Linked DNA regions of Lactuca sativa: region 2 is linked to region 1. The links are chromatin contacts, called in public Hi-C maps. All regions are on one chromosome and are shown on one strand. Each heading gives the region's core, a stretch centred on a gene start, on an enhancer-like site or on the middle of the called end of the contact. The rest is flanking DNA. Distances are from core to core; before and after follow the strand shown.

Region 1 (4,710 bases), core at 708-3,207:
ACGTGGTGGATATGTAAGACAAGGATAAGGAAATCAAAGACATACTGCAAGTGTACGACTACCCGAATGTATCTTTAGAGGATCCACCTGGAGTACCTTCAGTCAGACAAGTCGAATTCCAAATTGACCTAATCATGGGTGCAACACTAGTGACACGGTCTTCCTATCATCTGTGTAACATCCCCCTCTAGCATGTATCACAATATTGTCCGCTTTGGGCTCCCTGCACGAAAACTTCCCAGAGGGTCACCCATCCCTGGATTGCTCTCGCTCGGACACGCTTAACTGCATAGTTCTTATGGGATCTGCTGCCCTCACGACTTTAAAACGCTTTGTGATAAGGAAGGTATCCACACCCCATATAAGGAAATGTTTCGTTCTCCTTCCAAGTAGATGTGGGATCAGGTGCAACCCACCTTCACCCGCACATTATAAGGTTCAATGTCCCCGTCGAACACATCGACTCGTGCCCCATATCTGATACCATTTATAACATCCCCTTTTGACACGTATCACAATATTGTCCGCTTTGGGCTCCCGGTACGAAAACTTCCCAGGGGTCACCCATCCTAGATTATTCTCACCTGGGCACGCTTAATTGCAGAGTTCTTATGAGATCTGCTGTCCTCACGGCTTTAAAACGCGTTGTGACAAGGAAGGTATCCGCACCCCTTTATAAGGAAATGTTTCGTTCTCCTTCCAAACTGATGTGGGATTAGGTGCAACCCACCTTCACAAAGAATTTCATTGAATATAACACCAAAAACAACCGTTTTAAAAAAAAAAAAAAACCTCTAACTTTGAAAAAACCGTCTATCCGATTTAAAACGAATGATATATGCTTGTTTAAAGAATTTCATAGAATACAAAAGTATAAATTTCTTACTGAAAAGCTGAAATATTTTATCTTTGATATCCCAACTTTGAAAGATTGCAATTTATCGAATATAACACCAAAAACCACAAAATTATAGTATAAAATCATCTACAAACTCTAAATTACATGTTGGAAAAAACTACATGTCAATCCGACTTAAAACGAATGAGATATGCATGTTTAAATAATTTCACATAATATAAAAGTTTAAATTTTTGCAGAAAAGTTGAAATATTTTAAGTTTGATACCCCAACTTTGAAGGATTGTAATTTATTGAATATAACACCAAAAACAACAAAATTATAAAATAAAATCATCTAAAAACTCTAAATTACACATTGGAAAAAACCGCATGTCAATCCGACTTACGAATAAGATATGTTAGAATTTCACAAAATACAAAAATTTAAATTTCTTGTTGAAAAGCTGAAATATTTCAACTTTAATATCTCAACTTTGAATGATTGTAATTCATTGAATGTAATACAAAAAACAATAAAATTATAGTCTAAAATCATTTACAAACTCTAAATTACATGTTGGAAAAGACCGCATGTCAATCCGGCTTAAAACGAATGTGATATGCTTGTTTAAAAATTTTCATAAAAAATAGATTTGATTTTTTTTCTTTTTTAATTTTTAAATCAGGTCCAAAACCGGTTTTTACCCGGAACTAGCCATACCAAACTGATTTTGATCAAATCCTAGAACCGAGAACTGGCCTGGGGTCCAAAAAAAGGTCCAGATCCAGGTAGGGTTCGATCCAATGCTCACCCATAATTCAACATATATATTAAAATGTTCCAATCAAACAACAAATAAAAAATTCAAATCTTAAAAATTCAGTCTTAAAAATTCATCTTAAAAATTTAGATCTTACCAAAATTGTCCTTAAATATAACTATTTGTTCAAATTTTGACATCAACGTCATGGAGAACTATTCTTGATTATCTTGAAGAATAGGTAGAAGATTTTTTTAAGAAAAGAAAAAAGTGCAAACTAGAGAGTAGTTGAAGGACTATTTTAACAAATTACACAATGTGAAACTGTGGGAAGAAATATCTCTCGATTTTGTTTCCAAACGTGGAAAAGAATCAATAATAGTTTCCCACTTCTTCAAAGTCCCAAACCGAAACTGACACGATCACAGCCGGCGCCTCCCCTAAAATTTCCAAATCAATATCAATATACGCGTATAAATCAATCATAGGTTTCGATTCTTCTTTGCTAAGTGTTTTCTTCAGATCCACCTTCCTTCTATACCATTAACCCAAATATTCTAGGGTTTCAACAGATTCCTCTACACTAATTTCAATCTTGCTTGCTCTGCCTTCCTACTTCTCTCAATTTTCGAATCTAACAGATTAAGTTTCCGATTTTGTATGTGGGTTTCAGGGTTTGGGTCGAGAAACCAAATTACTCTTTTCGATTTGGTGTGTTTCTTTAGGGATTTGGTCGAATTTTCTGTTTTCTTTCATTCGATTACAACTTTTTCTTCTCATAATTCAGCGGAATAATGGTGGGTTCGGAGGCTTTACCTTCACCAAGGCAGCACGGGGTTACGAAACCCTTGTCTCTAGCGGGACCATCTGACGCTGATTTACTAAGAACCAAGAAATTGAACAAGGTCGGCTATGGTAACCAATTTGAATATCTCTATGCTCATCTTCTTCAACCGTTTTAACTGTCGTTTCGTTCTTGTAGTTCTTGGTAGATGCTGGACTATACGAAAGCAAAGAAGAAGCCGCTAAGAGGGTGGAAGTTCTTGGTCGAATTAAGCAGGTGCGTTTAGTCTCAATTATTGAACTTGGGATAATTTTCTCTTATGTTTTGATTATCTCTATAATCTTCGACATGTATTCACGTTTATCCATTATCATACCAATTATATGTAATCATTCCTTTTGAAAGAGCCCCACTGGGTGTATATTTGACAAGAGTGCAAGATCATGAGGAGATATGGAATATCTTTGTTCAAATAATTATTTTGTTTTGTTAGCTATTATCTCACTAGTTGCCTACATGAAAGTGGAAAGACCTTATATAGAAACACAAAAAAAAAACTCTTGCACCATCAGACCCTATGTATTGTATGTATCATGCTTCTATAGATAAAACTTGACTTATAGGTTAATATATCCTCATATATAACTAAACAAGTCATGATAGTTTTTTAAACTATATAGAAGTTATAAAAAAGGAATATACCTAGGACATTCTTTCTATAGTCTAATATAAATCTTTTTCATGATTTTCTTTTGAAAAACATTCCTTTTACAGATTGTAGTTGATTGGGTGAAGCAACTTACTCGCTTACGTGGCTATACAGACCAAATGGTTGAAGATGCAAATGCTGTCATCTTTACTTTTGGTTCATATCGACTTGGAGTAAGTGAATTTTTAATAACTAGATAATAGTATCAACACATTATTGCATTAATAAATAACTTTTTTTATTCCATCAAAATTTAATGATAGGTTCATGGTCCTGGAGCAGACATTGACACTTTATGTGTAGGGCCTTCTTATGTGAATCGAGATGTAAGTTATTTAAAATTTCATCAAGATATTAATAGGCTATAAGAGCTCATTAATCATTAATTATACTCTTTTCTTTTTAAAATTTTTCAGGACTTCTTTTTTGTATTGCATGATATGTTGTCAGGAATGGAGGAAGTTACAGAACTTCAACCAGTTCCAGATGCTCATGTTCCAGTCATGAAATTTAAATTTGATGGAATTTGTATTGATCTTCTTTATGCCAGCATTTCTGTTTTAGTTGTTCCAGATGTAAGCTTTTGTTTGTGTAAAATCCCCTTAAAAGAGTTAAACTCCTTCCTATTGTGCTTAGATTGTTTTTTTTTTTTTTTTTTTTAAAACAGGATCTAGACATATCTGATGATTCTGTCTTGTATGATGTTGATGAGCCTACTGTGAGGAGTCTTAATGGTTGCAGGGTTGCTGATCAGATTCTTAAACATGTTCCAAATGTTGAGGTGATTATTATTATGAGGGCTTAATGAGTTAAGCACTTAATTTGTTTTTACTTAATTTGGACATAATGACTTAATGTGTTAAGCCAAAAAACCTGGATTTATGTAATTAAGACACCAAATATTTACCTATTTGCCCTTTTTTCCCCTCAACTACTCCAACACTCTATCTGTGAAATTGGTTAATATTATGGATAGTGTTTTTTGGAAGGTAAAATGGTCATTTAGTCTCGGTAAGATGGTGTACCTAGTCTAGACAAGAAACAGAATTCGAGGGTAAAATGGTCTCATTCAGATGGTTTACCTAGTCTAAAAAAGAAACAGAGCTTATGGAATATGAGGGTAAAATGGTCATTTGGTCTCAATCAGATGATTTACCTAGTCTAGAAAAGAAACAAACCTTATGTATACATTTATCTAAAATTGAGGGTAAAATGGTCTCATTCAGATGGTTTACCTAGTCTAGAAAAGAAACAGACCTTATGGAATATGAGGGTAAAATGGTCATTTAGCCACCTTACTCTTATAGGATTCAACGGGGCAAAAAAAGAAACAACCCCTTAATCTTGTTATCTTACATTGATCTAATTTTGACTTTTCTTGATCTTTTGACTTTTCCCATTGTTTTCAGCATTTTCGTACAACACTTCGTTGCTTGAAGTTTTGGGCTAAAAAGCGTGGAGTTTATTCAAATGTAAGGCTGTTTGACTTTGATGCTGACTTTTTCCACAATCCCATGATTCAATTTCCACCATCTTTTTTCAGGTGACTGGATTTCTAGGTGGTGTGAATTGGGCTCTTCTTGTTGCACGAGTTTGTCAATTTTACCCAAATGCCA
Region 2 (4,545 bases), core at 293-2,792, 610 kb before region 1:
CCCATGCCCGGTCTTCCTTTTATGGTTCCTTCTTGTGATAATTTGGTTTAGCATCTCCAACTTCTCTCTCTCTCTCTCTCTCTCTCTCTCTCTCTCTCTCTCTCTCTCTCTCCGACACTGTTTCTTCACAACAAAATTCATGGTTTATGAGTTCCTCGTCCATATCATCTCATTTCATCGGAGTCAATAAGGCAAGGTTGAAATGGTCTTGGGAAAGAGGGTATGAGTACAATAGGTTAAGGTTACCGGTGGTGGTCGGTTAGGTTTTTAAGGGTTTATAATTTAATGTTTATAAATCTTAATATTATATAAAAAAGATAAAATAAAAATGATAGAAAAGTTTTTTATATGAATCAAATCAACCATATAAAAAATTAAAACCACATGAATTGTGAATATAATATAAAAATTATATGGACAAAAATGGCAAATCTAAAAAGTCATATGGACCATTTAAGTAATTTTGTCTATTATATTTTACAAATTTTAATTAAAAAAGAAAAGTACTAAATTGGGACCATACGAAGAAAAACATAGAGTAGGGACGTGGATGATAGTTATCATCCCTATCCAATATCCGTCAGAGCTTATCCGCTTTACGAACGTGGATCTGTGTGTTTGGTCAAACCATCAAACAACCCAAATAAATATATTCAACAATTCTCAAACTATTTCGTACATTTATTTATTTCCTTCTTTAATATTTTTGGTAATGTATCACACATCTAAAACTTCAAACTGAACATACAAAAACTAAAACTTAATTACCCTCTAGCTCTAAAAAAAGCCATTACGAATGCAATATCTCCAAAAAATTGTAATAATTCTCAATTCTAAGGAATAATAAAAATGAGAATATACATTCAGGATTAAGGAGACTAATAAATGTATCTGTCTTTTAAAAAATATTTCAAAATTTATCAATAATTTTAAAAAATTCTTCCAATAACCATCTATTCACAAGGACATTGCAAAGGGCTTTAGCAATGTGAAAAGGGTTTAATACATCTTTTTTTCTATCTTTATCCAAAATTTTGTTCTAACAATATAAAGTTTCATTTTCTAAAAAAGTAATTTTTTAAAATCTTTACCATTTAAAAAACCTTCAAAAAAAACTGTTTTATTAATAAAAAATTATGATTTTCACCAAAATAAAATTGGTTACATTATTAGTTTTAAATTTCGTACTATTAAACTTTTTTTTTTTTGAAACAATATCATTTTAAAACTTAGATATTAATAATTGACATTGCAAAATTGATGGTTATATAGAGAGTTTTTTAAATTTTAGATTAACATTTTTAAAAAATACTGATTAATTTTAGCTATTTTTGTTTTCTAAATTAAAATAAAAAGCGGATAAAGATAAAAGATAATAATTTGGCTAAATTAGATTCATCCATATCTTAATGATAAGCTCAGGCAAGTATAGCTAGACTTGGTAAGACACTAATGCTGTTCCCATGTGCCAACGATTGCTTGCCACGTGTCCACGCTTTTTTTGCTCTTTATCAAATCCATATTTATATGCTCCCCAAGAATGGTTCCAACCCTATCTTTGATCTGTGTTTCACAAACACTCAATTTCTCTGTTTCTTTGTTTTTCATACCCCATAATTCCATAAACAAAAACCAACTTCCATTTTCATTCCTTCATCATCAAAATCTAATCGAAATGGGTGAAGGAAAAAATCAAAACTATAACAAAGATCATCATCTGAAACAAAAATGGGATGTAATGGAAGAAGAAGCAGACAAGTATAAACATGAACATAAACATCCATGTTCTTCAAATGAAGAAGCTTGTTCAACAATCTCAGATGGATCATCGTCGTCCATAACGTGTTGTTCTTCATCTTCTTCATCTGATACAACAGATGATGCGTCTTCTTCTTCCGCGAATTCCAGTAGATCTTCCTTGTATGATCTATCAGACCTAATGTCTCAGTTACCTATCAAGTAAGTTCCGTTAATTTGCGTAATTTTCCCCCTAAATTTGATTGAATTTAGGTTACGATCTGTCATCTGTATACTGAAATGGTTGAATTTGCTGCAGACGAGGTCTATCGAAGTTTTATCATGGAAAATCAGACTCATTTTCATCTCTAGCGAGGGTAACGAGCGTTGAAGATCTTCCTAAGAAAGAACACAAAATGAAGAAGAAGATGAAGAAGAGCTACAGATCTCACACACTTCCTAAACCGATCATCTCAAAGAGAAAATCGAGAGGTTATTTGAAGAAAAAGTTTGGAAGTAGCAGCATGAAGAAGAAAATCGATGAGTGATTGTGGCTTTTCCATGTCTGTTTTAGGCTAATCGATGTTTTTTTCTGTAAATATAAGGCTTTTTGCTTCTTAATTACTTCAATTAAAAAGAGCAAATTAAAAAAGTTAAATTCATTAGATTCAGAGAAAAAAAAAAAGTTATTACACAAATCTAAGAGATAATGATGAATTGATCATCGAAGTTATTACACAAAAACAGCAGAGATTGATGTTTTCATGGAGATTTGATGGACCGATTTTGTAATCTGCTTGATCTTCTCATCGGAGATGGTGTAACCACGGTGGTCGGTTCTATTTTGCGCCTCTGTTTCTTGATGGTTTTCTCGTTGTAAACAACAGAATCTCCGGTTGAGTTCTCGATGTGAGAGGCTTTTGTTTCGCCGGAAAAAATGGTGGATTGGATCAAAGAATTGCTTTCTCCGAACACAAACTCGCCGAGCAACTCGACAGATGGTGGATGAATGTGACTATGTTCTTCAGAAACATCTTTCTGTAAAGGTGTAGATTTCATCAATGGTGATTCTTCTTCTTCGTGGTCTTCTTGTTCAAGAACCCTAATTTCTTCCTTTTCAGCTTCGTGATTTGCTCCGGCGACAGTTGGTGTTACCGGAGGTGAGGATTTCATCCGTCTTGAATACATGACACCGAAAGATGATGTAAGAATTAACATAAAAAACCCGATTACACCTACAAGATTTAGATCAAAACTTTCCGATTGGATAGTTTCAGTTTCTATTTCTGAATCATTAATCTCCTCCATTTCTTGTTCTGCAATTTCTTCGTTTTCATCGGAATCTGTTGCTACCAACGTCTGATCATCATCATCAACTTCTCTTTCACCCTCTACATCATAAATCGCCACCATTTCTTCTGCAATTTCGTCGTTTTCATCAAGATCTTCATCTTCTTTCCACATTTCACCATGAATGACATCTGCTTCATCATTTTCTAGATCAATATCAGCTCCTAATTCTTGCAACGAATCAGAGGTTTCCTCTTCATCGTCATGAACGCCAACAATATCTACTTCCTTCAATCTTCCTACCACTAATTCCGTTTCCATTAATGAACAACTTCCAACTTGAGAAAAGTTTAAACCTGAAACTCCATAAACATTACTCCAAGTTTCTACTGTATGAAAAGGGGTTGGAGAATCCATTGAACATATAGCTTGAGTAGTATAGATTACAGCAATCACAACAGCGATAAACTTCAAAAAGCCTTTCAAATTCCAGAATCTCTCATCGTCCCCAAACTCAATCTCTTCTTCTTCTTCTTCTTCTTCATCTTCTTCTTCTTCTTCTTGGCTTTCACCTTCTTCATCTTCTTCTTCACATTCACCTTCGTTGTTTATCAAATCCAGGGTTTGTTCTTCTTTTTGAGAACAAGAATCAACAAACCCATACGAATCTGCCCCTAATTCCATTCCAGGAGCTTCAAAAGAATTACTACTTCTGACACTTTCTTCGTTTCCATGAAGAACAGATATCATCCTACGTCGATTAGGGTTATAACGTAAGAACTTAGGCCTCGGTGAAAGGTAATTGTTAACAGGGTCATAAGGCTTCTGGACATGATCAACAACAACAGGGGATTTCACAGATTTTGACTCGAAACTAGAGGATCTTTGGAGACTTGGTTGTTCATTAACATCTAGGGTTTCGTTCCTTTCACCCAAGATTTTCTTTTTAAGAACAGTAGCTTTGTTAGTTGTGCAAATGGTGTGACTCATGAAATTCTTGGTAGGCGATTGTTTCTTTAACCTTGAAGCCATTTCTGGGTTCAATTCATTCTCGTTGTTTCCTCCTGCATCTAGATTTCAATTTTCCAGATATCATAAATCAAATTCAAATTAAACTAACAGAATTTAGGTTAAAATCAATACGATTACATTTATACAAATCATAAGGAAGATATAGAAAGAGAACTTACAACTGAATGAAGGATCAGTAACTGAAGAAGGTTTAATGGAGTTTGATGAAGTGAAACTATCCATAATTTTCTAGAACTTTGATTGTTGTCAAGAACCGATCGATCGAATTGAGACAGAGTAAGAAGGGAAGAGGGGGATGAAAATATGACCGTTATTTTTGTTAGGCGATGTTTATAAAGATTATAGATTTTGAAATAAGATTCTTTTTTGACCGTTGGAGGGGTGTAAATGAAAAAACTAGAAAGTAGCCTATTCTTGACCACAATCTCGAATCAGTGGAGCCTCTGTAACATAATGGATAATCTATATTTTAATACTAATTTAAAT

Evidence for each region. A called contact is a pair of places that touch in the nucleus more often than the background predicts.
Region 2: a Hi-C map of seed shows a contact between it and region 1, with 8 times the contacts expected there. The contact joins the promoter of LOC111907939 here to the promoter of LOC111907941 in region 1. A contact is called at or near these places in 2 of 4 Hi-C or Micro-C datasets (leaf and seed).

The regions. Positions count from the first base shown.
Region 1 is chr4:177,284,256-177,288,965 of Lsat_Salinas_v11, reverse strand. It overlaps LOC111907941 (nuclear poly(A) polymerase 4), which reads left to right and starts at 1,957. Exons shown (of 13, transcript XM_023903756.3): 1 at 1,957-2,089; 2 at 2,389-2,506; 3 at 2,584-2,661; 4 at 3,160-3,267; 5 at 3,358-3,420; 6 at 3,511-3,669; 7 at 3,762-3,875; 8 at 4,504-4,566; 9 at 4,638-4,710. The coding sequence starts at 2,396.
Region 2 is chr4:177,894,765-177,899,309 of Lsat_Salinas_v11, reverse strand. It overlaps LOC111907939 (protein OXIDATIVE STRESS 3), which reads left to right and starts at 1,542. Exons shown (of 2, transcript XM_023903751.3): 1 at 1,542-1,959; 2 at 2,057-2,402. The coding sequence starts at 1,676. The coding sequence ends at 2,285. LOC111907938 reads right to left here and starts at 4,376. Exons shown (of 2, transcript XM_023903749.3): 1 at 4,218-4,376; 2 at 2,382-4,097. The coding sequence starts at 4,281. The coding sequence ends at 2,500.